Linked DNA regions of Mus musculus: region 1 is linked to region 2. Evidence: chromatin contacts called from public HiChIP or PLAC-seq data. All regions are on one chromosome and are shown on one strand. Each heading gives the region's core, a stretch centred on a gene start, on an enhancer-like site or on the middle of the called end of the contact. The rest is flanking DNA. Distances are from core to core; before and after follow the strand shown. Region 1 holds the start of Fermt1 (fermitin family member 1). Region 2 holds the start of Chgb (chromogranin B).

Region 1 (6,454 bases), core at 316-2,815, 160 kb after region 2:
CCAACTCGACACGGAAGAGCCTTGCAATGTCCAAAATGCTATTTCTTTTCTCTCTTCTTTTCTTTTCTTTTCTTTTCTTTTCTTTTCTTTTCTTTTCTTTTCTTTCTTTCTTTCTTTTTTTTTTTTTTTGAGGCTGAGTTTCAAATAATGTTTTGCACATAAAAAGCTAACTTTATTTTTTTAAAAAAGATGATTTAGTTTTGCTCATTTTTCTGGGCCTTCAGGGTCAATTTTAAAACAAAGGACACAGGGTCCTTAGTTTTCCTGATTGGAGTGATTAACCCATTTGTATAGAAAATGGACAGATCCCTTACAACGAAAATTCCTCCTAAAATGAAGACGAGCTGGTTTTCCCACATTCCTTTCCTATCTCTCTGCGCCTTCAGTTTGGCCTGAGGTTCTCATCCTCAACAACAAGTTGTTACTTGTGGAGCAAACTTCAGCTGGGTGGAAGCTCACCCATGGAGACCGAAATAGGAGGCAACAAGGCACCTTGGATTTACCTTCCCTGGTGAAGGTCGCTCCGCCCCGGTTCAAAGAGAATGCGGGGAAGAAAAAAGAAAAAAAAGTCCGGAATATAACACGGACGCTCGGTTTGGCAGGGTGTCGCAGGGTTCTAGGTGCCCAGTCACCTGTCCTTTGCCCATTAATGAAAGCAGCCCGCGCCGACCGAAAGCGTTCCTGTGCACGATCAGATTCCTGGGCCCGAGGTGATCACCTCCAGACAAAATTATTTCAATTCAACAACCGTTTAACTGCACAGAGCTGCAGAAAAGAAGGGGGCAGAGGTCCCAAGTCTTCGCGGTGAGAGTTCCAGCCTGGCTAATCCCAATCCTCAGCGGGAGAGCTCACCTGCTATGGAGCCTGCCGCGTCCAGTCTGCAGCTCGCACGTGGACAGCTGCGTCCCCAGAGGCCGCCTTGGGCGAGCAGGGGTCTCGCGGGACCGCACCAAGGTACAGCGGGTCCAGTGATGTTGCGGGGACCTCGCGACAGCCAGTAGAGCTGCTGGAGTCCTCCTCCCAGCACCCAAGCACGGTCCGAGTCCCGGGGCCACAGCTTGGCGGCGCAGGCTAGCGCGGCGGGCAGGTGGGGGCACGTCCAGCCCAGCCTGCTAGGTCTTGCTCTCGCTCCGAGTAGGAGAAGGCTGCAGATACAATAAGGGTTGAAGGGAGCCGCAGGGCTGCTCCAGACAGGAGCCAAGCAGCCTGGAACACACTCCTCCCCTCCCGCCTCCACTTTTGTATGGCCTTTCCTGGACGCCGCCAACGTTCTGGGTACCCTGAAGCCCTGGTACTGGCCCAGGACCCAAGGCCCAGCCTTTTTCTCTGCCTCTTAGGTAAATTCGTCACTGATACCCGGGGCCAGGGAGAATCCCTTCCTGTCTGCAACTGTCTATCTATGCAGAGTTCTGGAGCAAGCCTGACCAGACAGGTGGCATGCACAGAGGCGATTCACCTCTGAGTAAAAGGGTGATGTCAGTCCTCCAAAAAAGGTGAGGTCTGGCAGGAGGAAGCCCCCTCTGATCAGACTGAGCTCCAAGCCAAAGGCTGGACCACTCCTAGAGTGGCTCACCGCAGGCAGTCATCTGTTATTTTCCTGTTAGATTCTCCAGACAGCTGCCCGCCCAGGAAGTGTGGGAGACTTTGGGTAATTCCCCCCCTCCCCCTGTACAGCGTACATTAGGTTGAAAGCTTACTGTGCCAGGCCTGGGGCAGGGCCCTGGGGATACGGTGGTTAAGAAAACAATAGTTCTTTAACTGGAAATAAGTAGAAGGCTGGGTGGCAGCCGCTCCTTGGGAAACTTTATGCATCATGCCGCATCAATGGTACGCAGTATGTGTACCAATGAGGTGACTCTGCCGTTAACTTCTTAAATCGAAAATATCCCGAAATTTATAGCCAAATCTTTGTTGTTGTTGTTGTTGTTATTCGAACATCACAATATTTAGGAACTGTTTTGGCTTGCAAGTATTTTACATTTGAATTAAAAGTTCGGTGGTATAGAGCTTTCCAGGACACACACCACTCTACATTCTAGCCCCAATCCCTAAATAAATAGACATCATTTGAACTTTATTAACAATTGCAGGGTCTTAAGGGCAGAGGGCTAGGTTCCGTGGCAGAGCACCTGTCCCTGAGTTCCTTCCTCGGCATGCACAGAAGAAATTTTACTAATAAAATCATTAAGAATTTAGGGTAAATACTGCCAGTTTTATGTCAATTTGACAGCAAGCTAGAGTCATCGGAGGAGGTGACGTTAATGAGATTGCCTCTGTAAGATCTGGCTGTAGGCAAACCTGTAGAGCATTTCCTTAAGTAGTGATTGATGTGGGACACCCCAGCCCGTTGTGTGTGGGGCCACCCCGGGGCTAATAGTCCCGGGTTCTACAAGAAGACAGGATGAGCCTCCCTGCTTTAGGTTTCTGCCCAAGAGTGGGGGTGGGGTGATAGGATGGAGTGTTGGGGTAGTGGCCAGGTGAGGTGCTGGGAGGTAATGTAGTGTTCCTGACCTGACGTTCTCCGATTATGAACGTAGATATGGAAGTGTAAGCAAAATAACCCCTTTCCTCCCCAACTTGCTTTTGATAATGGTGTTTCATCACAGCAACCGTGGCCCTAACTAAAACAGAGGAAGTTTCTTAGTACAGTTAGCCATAGGGATGGGGCTGTCACCTGACTCTGCTTTTCCCAGGTCAATCTGCTTTGACTTTGGGCAGCCGGCATTCCTTTCCTGACCTGCTTTCTGAGAACTCTGCTCCTGGGCAATCAGACCTGAGCCTGTACAGGTTCAAGGTCTGCAGTGTGACCTTAGAAGATTAATGGCTCTTTTACTACCTGTGCAGGTTTCCCATCCCACCGAAAATTGCAATAAACCTATACTAAAGAAAATTGTATTAAAGAATCCCTTTGGATTGCACTAAAGAATTCAGCAACTTTTAGGTGTCCTCCTTGCTGTTATTTTAAAAATTTATACAGATGCTCCTCGACTTTGATAGGATCACATCTCCAAAAGCTCATTGTAAGTTGACAGAATCTTGAAGTAGAAATGAATTTAATACTCAGTCTTCAAATATGGTTGGTAGCAAGGTTTACCAGAGAATAGTGGTTTTTTTCCTCCCTCATGAGAGGGTGGCTGGCTGGCTGCTGTCCCCAGCAACAAGGGAATATGTTCCGGCTCCCAATCTTAAAGCAATGCTTATTGCATCTGAACCTTGAGTTTTCAACCATGATTACAAAAACAAAACAAAAACAAAAACAAAAACCAGCCACCATTCTCAGAAGGGTTTTGCAGTTATTGCAGTTCATTTAAACAGAATATAATATATGTATTATTCTGTGTCTGTCTTGTTTGGTTAAATATATTTGTGATTTTCTTCCATAACATGTATCCTAGACTTGTGATATAAAATTTTACTTATCACTTGGTTATTTTAAGTTTTCTGAAATGGGTAGAGATCATGAGTACAAGATGGATTAGAAAGTGCATTCTAGACTTTAACATTTCACACCCTTCCACACACCCATGTACACATACACACACCCACATATATACAAACATACCTATGCCCATGTACACATATCCACACACCCATACTCAGGTACACACACACACACATCCTTTATAACCCCCACCCACCCACCTACACACATATACACACCTACCCTCTTTTTCTCTTTAAAACACAAGCAGAATCAATACTGAGTCTTTTATTTAATTAATTAATGCATATTAATCAGCGGTGAACTTAATCTGCCTATTTATTCCCTTAGTCATGGTGTTAGCTAGATGTGGACCTAGACGAGGTAACACAAAAGGAAAACACACAGTGACTTATCGTCAAATTTTACATGTAGTGTGGAGGAATAGGAACTAGAGAGGTCTAATTCTGCCAGGTGTATACAGTGGAGGCGTGGCTCGAGAATTGGCTTCAGAAAGAAGATGACTCATTTCCTTACTGGTCTTCAACAACTTCACCATGTGTGTAACGTGTTCTGGTCATAGTTACCTCTCCTATCACCGGCTCAACTTCTATCAGACCCCCCTCCCCTTCTTCCTGGCAAGCTCCTCTCTCTCCCTCCTCTTTCCCCTCCCCTCCTCCTCCCTCCCTCTTTCTCTCTCCCTCTCCCCCCCTCTCTCTGGCGACATGCTGAGTTTAACCAGGGTTGCTGTGTGCACACATGTAATCACAGCTGCGGTGAGTTCATGAGCTGCATGGCTATGCCATATGCAGAAGATGGCGTTTTATAGCATTTTTCTGCACAGCCCAGTCTTACATTCTTTTTATACCCTTTCTGATGTTTCCTGATACCTGGAGCAGGGCGGGACATAAATGTACCTCCCAGGGCTCATCACTCAAATGATTCACATCATGTTTTTTTTTATTTTAAAATTTTTATTAGACATTTTCTTCATTTACATTTCAAATGCTATCTCTAAAGCCCCCTATACCCCACCCCCGCCCTCCTCCCCAACCCACCCACTCCCGCTTCCTGGCCCTGGCATTTACCTGTATTGGGGCATATAATCTTTGCAAGACCAAGGGCCTCTCCTCCCAGTGATGGCCGATTAGGCCAACCTTCTGCTACATATGCAGCTAGAGACACGAGCTCAGGCGGTACTGGTTAGTTTATATTGTTGTTCCTCCTATAGGGTTGCAGACGCCTTTAGCTCCTTGGGTACTTTCTCTAGCTCCTTCACTAGGGGCCCTGTGTTCCATCCAATAGATGATTGTGAGCACCCACTTCTGTATTTGCCAGGCACTGGCATTGCCTCACAAGAGAGAGCTATATCAGGGTCCTGTCAGCAAAATCTTTCTGGCATATGCAATAGTGTCTGGGTTTGGTGGTTGTATATGGGATGGATCCCTGGGTAGGGCAGTCTCTGGATGGTCCTACCTTCTGTCTCAGCTCTGATCTTTGTCTCTGTAACTCCTTCCATGGGTATTTTGTTCCCCATTCTAAGAAGGAGCAACGTGTCCACACTTTGGTCTTCCTTCTTCTTGGGTTTCAAGTGTTTTGCAAATTGTATCTTGGATATCCTAAGTTTCTGGGCTAATATCCACTTATCAATAAGTGTATATCATGTGTGTTCTTTTGTGATTGGGTTACCTCACTCAGGATGAAATCCTCCAGATCTATCCGTTTGCCTAAGAATGTTATGAATTCATTGTTTTTAATTGCTGAGTAGTACTCCATTGTGTAAATGTATGACATTTTTTGTATCCATTCCTGAAACTTATAGAGGAGAAAGTGGGAAAAAGCCTCGAAGATATGGGCACAGGGGAAAAATTCCCGAACAGAACACCAATGGCTTATGCTGTAAGACCGAGAATCGACAAATGGAACCTCATAAAATTGCAAAACTTCTGTAAGGCAAAAACCACTAACAGATTGGGAAAGGATTTTTATCAATCCTAAATCAGATAAGAGACTAATATCCAATATATATAAAGAACTCAAGAAGGTGGGCTCCAGAAAATCAAATAACGCTATTAAAAATGGGGTACAGAGCTAAACAAAGAATTCTCAACTGAGGAATATTGAATGCCTGAGAAGCACCTGAAAAAAATGTTCAACATTCTTAATCATCAGGGAAATGCAAATCAAGACAACCCTGAGATTCCACCTCACACCAGCCAGAATGGCTAAGATCAAAAATTCAGGTGACAGCAGATGCTGGTGAGGATGTGGAGAAAGAGGAACACTTCTCCATTGTTGGTGGGATTGCAAGCTTGTACAACCACTCTGGAAATCAGTCTGGCGGTTCCTCAGAAAATTGGACATAGTACTACCGGAGGATCCAGCAATTCCCTCTCCTTGGCATATACCCAGAAGATGTTCCAACTTGTAATAAGGACACATGCTCCACTATGTTCATAGCAGCCTTATTTATAATAGCCAGAAGCTGGAAAGAACCCAGATTCACATCATTTTTACTCAATCTGAGCTTCTGCAAACAGAAGCATCTTTGACCAAGGCTGAGAACAGCACTCATTTACAGGTATAAGCAGAAATATTTAGAAAGCAGCTTGACAACAAGCTTATTTAGCAAAATAGCCACGGTGTGTTCCTTCAAGGTTTCCTAGTTTCAGGCTTCTGTTCGGGCTGACTGTATCAGACATGAGTTCCGTCTTGTGCAGCAGACTTCAAATCCAATCAGTAAGTGGATGGTTACTCCCCTGACTTTCATGCCACTCCTGTACCCGTGTGTGCATCTTGCCTGGCTTCCTGCTACTGTGCCTTGCAGAGTCTACAGCTGGACAAGACTGTTGGTGACTGTCCTTCCCCACCAAAGTCTGTGTTGCGCCTTCCAGGCCTAGCCAGAGAGAAAGGAATTTCTAGGTTGCTTCCCACTTGACTTCTTGGTTTTGCAACCGAAGTGTGTGGTGTTTTCAGGAATGGGGTTTTACCATGTGGTCTCTGGTGGGTAGCCAAGAAGAACAATAGACTGTA
Region 2 (6,390 bases), core at 2,105-4,604:
ACATCTTCATCTGAAGACTGCTAGCAGAATACCGGCTCCCAGGCATCGAGGATGAGGGTCTTAAAGCTCACACCCATAGTGACACACCTACTCCAACAAGGCCACACCTCCTAATAGTGCCACTCCCTGGGCCAAGCATATACAAAAAAACCATCACAGTGTTCGCCCTTTTTTTCTTCTATGACAACAATGTAGATCCTGGCAGTCCGCTCTCAGCATCCTTCACCCAAGCACAGAGAGATCTAAAACTTAATGTAGAGACTGGCTCTTGGCCATGAAAGAAAAGAGCTTTCCTTCACCAAGGTCACCAAGGTTGTCTTAATGAGCAGCCAACTTAGCCCAAGGCCAACCTGAGAAGCCAAAAGATGATTTTAACATTGTTTAATCCCATGGTTTTCTAGGGAAAAAGAAGAGAGGGGAAGTATTGGAAAACCAGTGTATAAATACTTCAAGGAGAGAGCAGCTTTAAATAACTACCAATACCTGGTATATTTAAAGAGTGGCATTAACCCTGTGTTATGTCAACAATAGAGGGAGAACCTCTCTCGTAGACTGTACCTTCCCCCCTCTCTTGCTGTTTTCATTTTGGCCTAGGCTAGCCTGGAATTCACTATTGCAGTCCAGGCTGGCCTCAACTTATGCTGAGCCATCACACCAAACAATCTCCTATTTCCAATGTTCACTGTTTTCTTTTAGGCCTCAAACATTCATTTTTGATTTTTTAAAAGAATTTCAGACTTTAGAAAAATGCAAAAATGGTATGCTATTTTAGTATACAGTTCATCATAATTGCCCAAATGTTTATATATATTTTTTCTTTACTTAGCCAGGCATAGTGGTGCACATCTTTAACACCAGTACTCAGGAGGCAGAGGCAGGAGGATCTCTGTGGGTTTTAGATTGCCCTGGTTTACATAGTCTCAGGCTAGTCAGGGCTACACACAATAAAGCCCCATCTTTAAATTAAAAAAGAAAATCAAGCCAGGTGGTAGTGATGGCACACACCTTAGATTCCAGCACCCAGAAGTATCTCTGTGAGTTTGTAGCCATCTTGTTTTACAGAGAGAGAGAGAGAGAGAGAGAGAGAGAGAGAGAGAGAGAGAGAGAGAGAGAGAAAGAGAAAGAGAGAGAAAGAGAGAGAAAGAGAGAGAGTTAGAGTTCCAGGACACCAAGGAGTACATAGTGAAATCCTGTCTGGAAAAACCAATTGTATGCATGTGTGTGTGTGTGTGTGTATGTGTATGTATATTAATTTTTAAGATATGAAAGTGATTCCTTTTTTCTCTTTTCCTTATACTTTCTCACAAATTTTGAGACTAGAAACCTCAATATGCATTTCTAAAAACAATGACATTTTTTGACTATCCAAGGACCTCTCCCTGAAATCAGCAAAGACATGCCAGCACAGTTACAAGCACAGATTATAGTGGTGGGGGTTGGGGGAACAAACACAGGGTGACTCATTGAAGTGTGATGCATGGCTAAAAGCAGAACTAGAACTCAGAAGGCAGAGGCAGGTGGATTTCTGTGAGTCCAGGCCAGCCTGGTCTACACAGTGAGACCCTATCTCAATGAATACATAATTAAATACGTTTATAAAGGAGTCACTACTGAAAATGGGAATAGGGTAGTGAACTAAGGAGAGCAGCCAGTCAAAAAGAACTGGGCCATAAGGCCTGTGAGTCTTTGCAGGTCGCTTACAAAGCACTGGCCTCTCTGGTGTAATATCCTGTGTCTTCTCACACATTCTCTGCTTGTTATATGTAGCCCAGGTGGGCAAGAGTTTCCAGTCCTTCTCTGACAATAGGCTTTGTTCATTTTCATATTTTGCTTTCTTCTTTTTAAAACTTGAAAAGATGTATTTCCTTTTATGTGGATGGGTGTTTTGCCTACACATGTGTGCAGTTCCCAGAGAGGGATGTAATCTACATGCCTTTTCAAATTTTACCAGTTGTCGCAGAACTATCATTTTTAAGACTGGGGTTGATGATATAGGAGACTGGTAGAGTGCTTTCCTGGTATGCCCGTGGCTCTGTGTTCTCTCCAGCAATGTAGAAAAACATAAATGAAAAATTAAAAACATATGCTCTGAGGCTGCAGTTTGGGTAAATAACCTTCCAGGGAGAGGCATCTTTCTATGTTCTCAGCATGTGCAAAGAGAATTTGAGCCTCACTCTTTTCAGGAAAAGGAACTGAAAACTTTTATCACCTGACCAAAAAGATCTCACGTCAGGTTTCACTGGTCCTCGAAATCTGTTATCAGAGCAGATTGTGTCTCTTCTGGGCAGGACGATTGCCTGGCGCTTTTCCCCCAATTCCTTATCAGGCTAACAGAATCCATGTTGAAAATAACCTGGAAGATGCTATCATCTCCATTGCGCACATAATTTAAAATGCGTTTCTATCTCTATTTAAAAGCAAGCAAAGAAGAACAGGTTTTCAAGGATGTACTCCTTACCTCACCCCAAGCTATGCTCCTGTTGTAAAAGAGTAACTAAGGGCCAAAGGGTGACAGCTTAAATAAATGTCTATCAGAAGAGCTGGGTAAGTGACCAATCAAGAGAAAGAGGGGGAGAGGAAGGGGGCGAGGAGGGAAGGGGAGAGGAGGGAGAGGGAGATGGGAATGGAAGGGAGGGGGAGGGAGAGGGGTGGGGAGAGCGAAAGGAAAAGCACCAATTATGTGTGCTCCAAACTAAAATAGGCCTAAGCCACAGAAAGTAGTTACAGAAAAAACTGAACTTGGAAAAAATTGAGGTTAAAAGAGAGAGAGAATTTTGAAGTGTATCCTTTGGCCTGTTTGATTTTTTAAGTTCATCTGAATAAGTACGTCGGGTAGGAGATTCCATAAACAGAAGACAGAAGTGCCATAGATGGGATACACAGACACTGACCAAACATCTCAACCAAGAGCAGGTTACACATTCATGGTTGCACACTGAGGTTTACAGCCATTACTCTCTTGTTAAGGTCTAAGAACCGCCTGTGTATTTATTCCAAGCAAGGATTTTCTTCAGCTTGGCAGAGGATACAGAAAGCTGACCCCCGTCATTTACACACTTCAGAATCACAAGTATCCCACAACCCCAAACTGCAGCATCGGAGGTGTGCGCGGAGGAGCTGGAGCGCAGGCGCGACAATATGAGCCGGACCCTTGTCCCTTCTTGCCTGAGATCTACAGCACCTGGCGTCCCCGCATCCCTGCCCGTGCCTGCTGGGACCCTGCGCAAGGCCGCACACACTGGCTGTGCTTCCGCCCGCTGGCGCCGCCTCGGGGCTGCTCCGTGACGTCAGGGCTGAGCGAGGGGCGCCCCCGCCCGCCGCTCGCCCCCGGGTACTGCACCCCGCCTGCCCTTCATAAGAGCCAGGCCTGCGCCCACCGCGCCACAGCTGCTCTGCGGAGCCCGCACCCGCCGAGCTCCTCCTACACTCAGCTGGCGAGAGGCACCATGCAGCCGGCTATGCTCCTCGGCCTCCTGGGCGCAGCGGCTCTGGCCGGTGAGTGGGATTTCAGCACCCCGGACAGCTCCTAGAGCTGGCGGCACTGGGTTTCACCCTCTATCTCGCCTCTCCTCTTCCCTGTATCCCTTGCCTTGCCTGGCCTGGCTTTGAGTAGGAGAAGCAAGAGCTGTCCAGCTTTTTCCTCCTTTCCCCGCCGGGGCTGTGCAGCCCTTGGAAGCAAAGCCGCATTCTGTGTTCTCTGCAGAGATGTCAGGCTCTATACAGAGCTAGAGAGAGCCTTTGTAGCCTGACTCTCCGTGTGACTTTTCACAGCCCCGTGACCGCAGAGGGGTGGGAATGCACGCAGTTGGCCCCTGCAGAGTTTCCTCTATTATTATAAAGGCACTGAGTTAGAACTAAATCTGAGTGCATTTAAGGCATTTCCCTCAGCGTGTCATATATGTGTGTGCAGGTCTTCGTGTGTCTGTTTACAGGGTTAACATATTTACACTTTGTATTTATGTTTCTAAAGAGAGGTAATTCACATGTTAATTTATGAATGGAAGCTGTACTAGATATTTCTTTCCTTTTGTGCTCCAGAAATAAAAATAACAAGACTGTGTTACACCCATGAAATTATCTTTGGAGTAGCAAAATAAATGTTTTAGTCAATTTTGAAGAATGAAAGCAGAAGTAGTTAATATTTGACGGTTGTGTGTGGATGAGTGCGTTGCTAAGTCTCAAACTACTCTAAATTTACTCAATGGTCTCCAATAGCCTGAAAGATGTGTTTGTGTTGGGAGACTGAAAAATAAGTATAACACCAAATTACACTAGCAGCTCTTTGTCTCTGTGAATGTCCTCGGAAAAGTGTTTTGTTCTGAGACTGAGATTTCTAACTAGAATTGAGATATCCATATGTCTATATGAAATATATAGATGTATATATATATATATAATATATATATATATATGCCTTTGATTGACAGGAATCTCTCATCCAATGTTTGACAAAATGAAAGCCAATGGTAATTTATGTTATTGCATTCATAATGTTCTTATTTTTAAAAATCATTTTTATAAATAACTATTTTTTATAAATATCATATTCTTAATTTGATAAAAGGAAACAAACTGAACAACTTAGAAATTTTCAAGTCCAAAGTATTTCGGAAAGATATTGCTGAACAGGACACAATGATACATTGTACACAATGTACATTCTGTTCTAGATTACAAAACAGTAAGCCTTTTGTAAATCGTTTAACTGGTTAATTAAACTTTTTGGTGGTGGTTAAACATTTCATACCTCTTATGAAGGAATATTTAGTAGTAAAATACCGAAGCTATGCAAATCTCTTCTGTTTTAGGCAACTACTCACTCATCGTGCAGCCTACTGCTTCACTTTGACTATAACCATCTCCACTACCAATTTTAGGGCATGGTCATCACCCCAGAAACACACCATGTATCTTAGCACTCACCTCCTCATTTCCACCTCCCCAAATCTGGCAATGAGGGGATTCCAGTAGTTTGTTACTTAGTAAAATCATGGTTGAGACCCCAGGAAGTCATCTGGTTAATTTTCTACCATTTCGAGCTTCTTGAAGGAGATCCACAACTGTCTGTGTAAGTACTGTGCACCTTAAAAATTAATATGAATAAACCAAATCCATATCCATATCACATAAAAGATAAAGGTATTTTTGCTATGCAGATCCTGTTTGACTCGCAAGTTTGGTGGAATTTGGGGTGCCCATGGTTTACCAGCAAAAGAACATGCTGAGCCTACTTTGCAGCTGTGATTTTCACATGAATCAAACCTTCATAGTCTTATGGATGCTGATGCTTCAAGAGCTATTCTCAGATTTGCTATTTGATTTTTTTTTGTCATTTGATTATTTTACTTTTCCATAAGCATTAAATGTATTTCTTATTTGCTACAGAAATAAGCTAAACCAGTTTTGGGTACCTAATACATCTTTAGTCATTTCTTTGCTCTCACAGATTCTATTGGAAGAAATACATATTACTTAGCACTCTCACCAAGGCTCACAACGCAGCTCCATAAGCAAACCCTAGTTCCTTTCGATTAAGAAGAGTCTGAGGAGTCTCCCTTGGGAAAACGAGGATGCTCTATACTAGTAATTTGTAAACTGCTAATTGTCTAGGACAATGAGACATCCCTTGTCCATCAACTCTGACAAGGGTTAATAGTTTGGCAGTCTGGGTAGTTAAAGTACCCAGTTTATATTGGGAAAGAACAACAGGCAGAACTATATATGTGGATCTGCACTGCTACAGAAGGTCTGGAAAGTTGAACTTGGAAAGGGTGACTTCTCAGTCATTATGGGAGTAATTCTTCCATAGTTATTCTTTCCAGAGGATTTCACAGATTTGAGGTGGAAAAAGAGACTCGCCAAAGTGAGCGTGTTCTCAAAATAGCAGACATTGGACCATGAAAGACTGGCCCTAGGCCGGGGCTCGGTCAGGGAGTGATCACCTGCCATGTGTGAGGATCTGGGCTCAGTCTGCAGCACTAAAGAAAAGGAAAAACCACAGAACCTCCAGAGCCAGGCATAAGAACCCCGTTGGCCAGTCAGGTTTTGTTTGACCTGTCTCTGAGGAAGAACCGGAGTCTTTCTTCATAGCTTATCAAGCACTTTTTAAACATTTTTAAGTGACCCTAATAAACCTGGGTAACAGTGGGACCCTGAAAACAATTGGGGTAGATGTTTAGTAAAGTAAGCAAATGAGAGACATTCGCTCCAAGTCGCATGTATTTTTTTCCTCTGGGTTGACAGGCAGTGGGTTAGGTAGGGTGAGTAGGTGTTTGAACAGGCTTGGTTTGGAAGGAAGGTTAGGGTGCTCGTTATAAATAAATAGCTTTTGAGTAGCTTTAGTGTCTGATGCTCGAGAATTTTGCTCTTGCCCCAGCTAGGTCTTCTATT

Evidence for each region. HiChIP or PLAC-seq counts read pairs in DNA pulled down with a chosen protein or histone mark.
Region 1: an H3K4me3 HiChIP or PLAC-seq map of embryonic stem cells shows a contact between it and region 2, with 3 times the contacts expected there. The contact joins the promoter of Fermt1 here to the promoter of Chgb in region 2. A contact is called at or near these places in 3 of 39 promoter capture datasets (cranial neural crest, liver and stem cell-derived epiblast-like cells) and 1 of 115 datasets of contacts at active chromatin or transcription factors (embryonic stem cells).

The regions. Positions count from the first base shown.
Region 1 is chr2:132,944,471-132,950,924 of GRCm38.p6, forward strand. Fermt1 (fermitin family member 1) reads right to left here and starts at 1,566. Exons shown (of 15, transcript NM_198029.2): 1 at 853-1,566. It overlaps Gm14102 (a long non-coding RNA gene), which reads left to right and starts at 1,282. Exons shown (of 3, transcript XR_001783483.1): 1 at 1,282-1,337.
Region 2 is chr2:132,778,288-132,784,677 of GRCm38.p6, forward strand. It overlaps Chgb (chromogranin B), which reads left to right and starts at 3,355. Exons shown (of 5, transcript NM_007694.5): 1 at 3,355-3,495. The coding sequence starts at 3,447.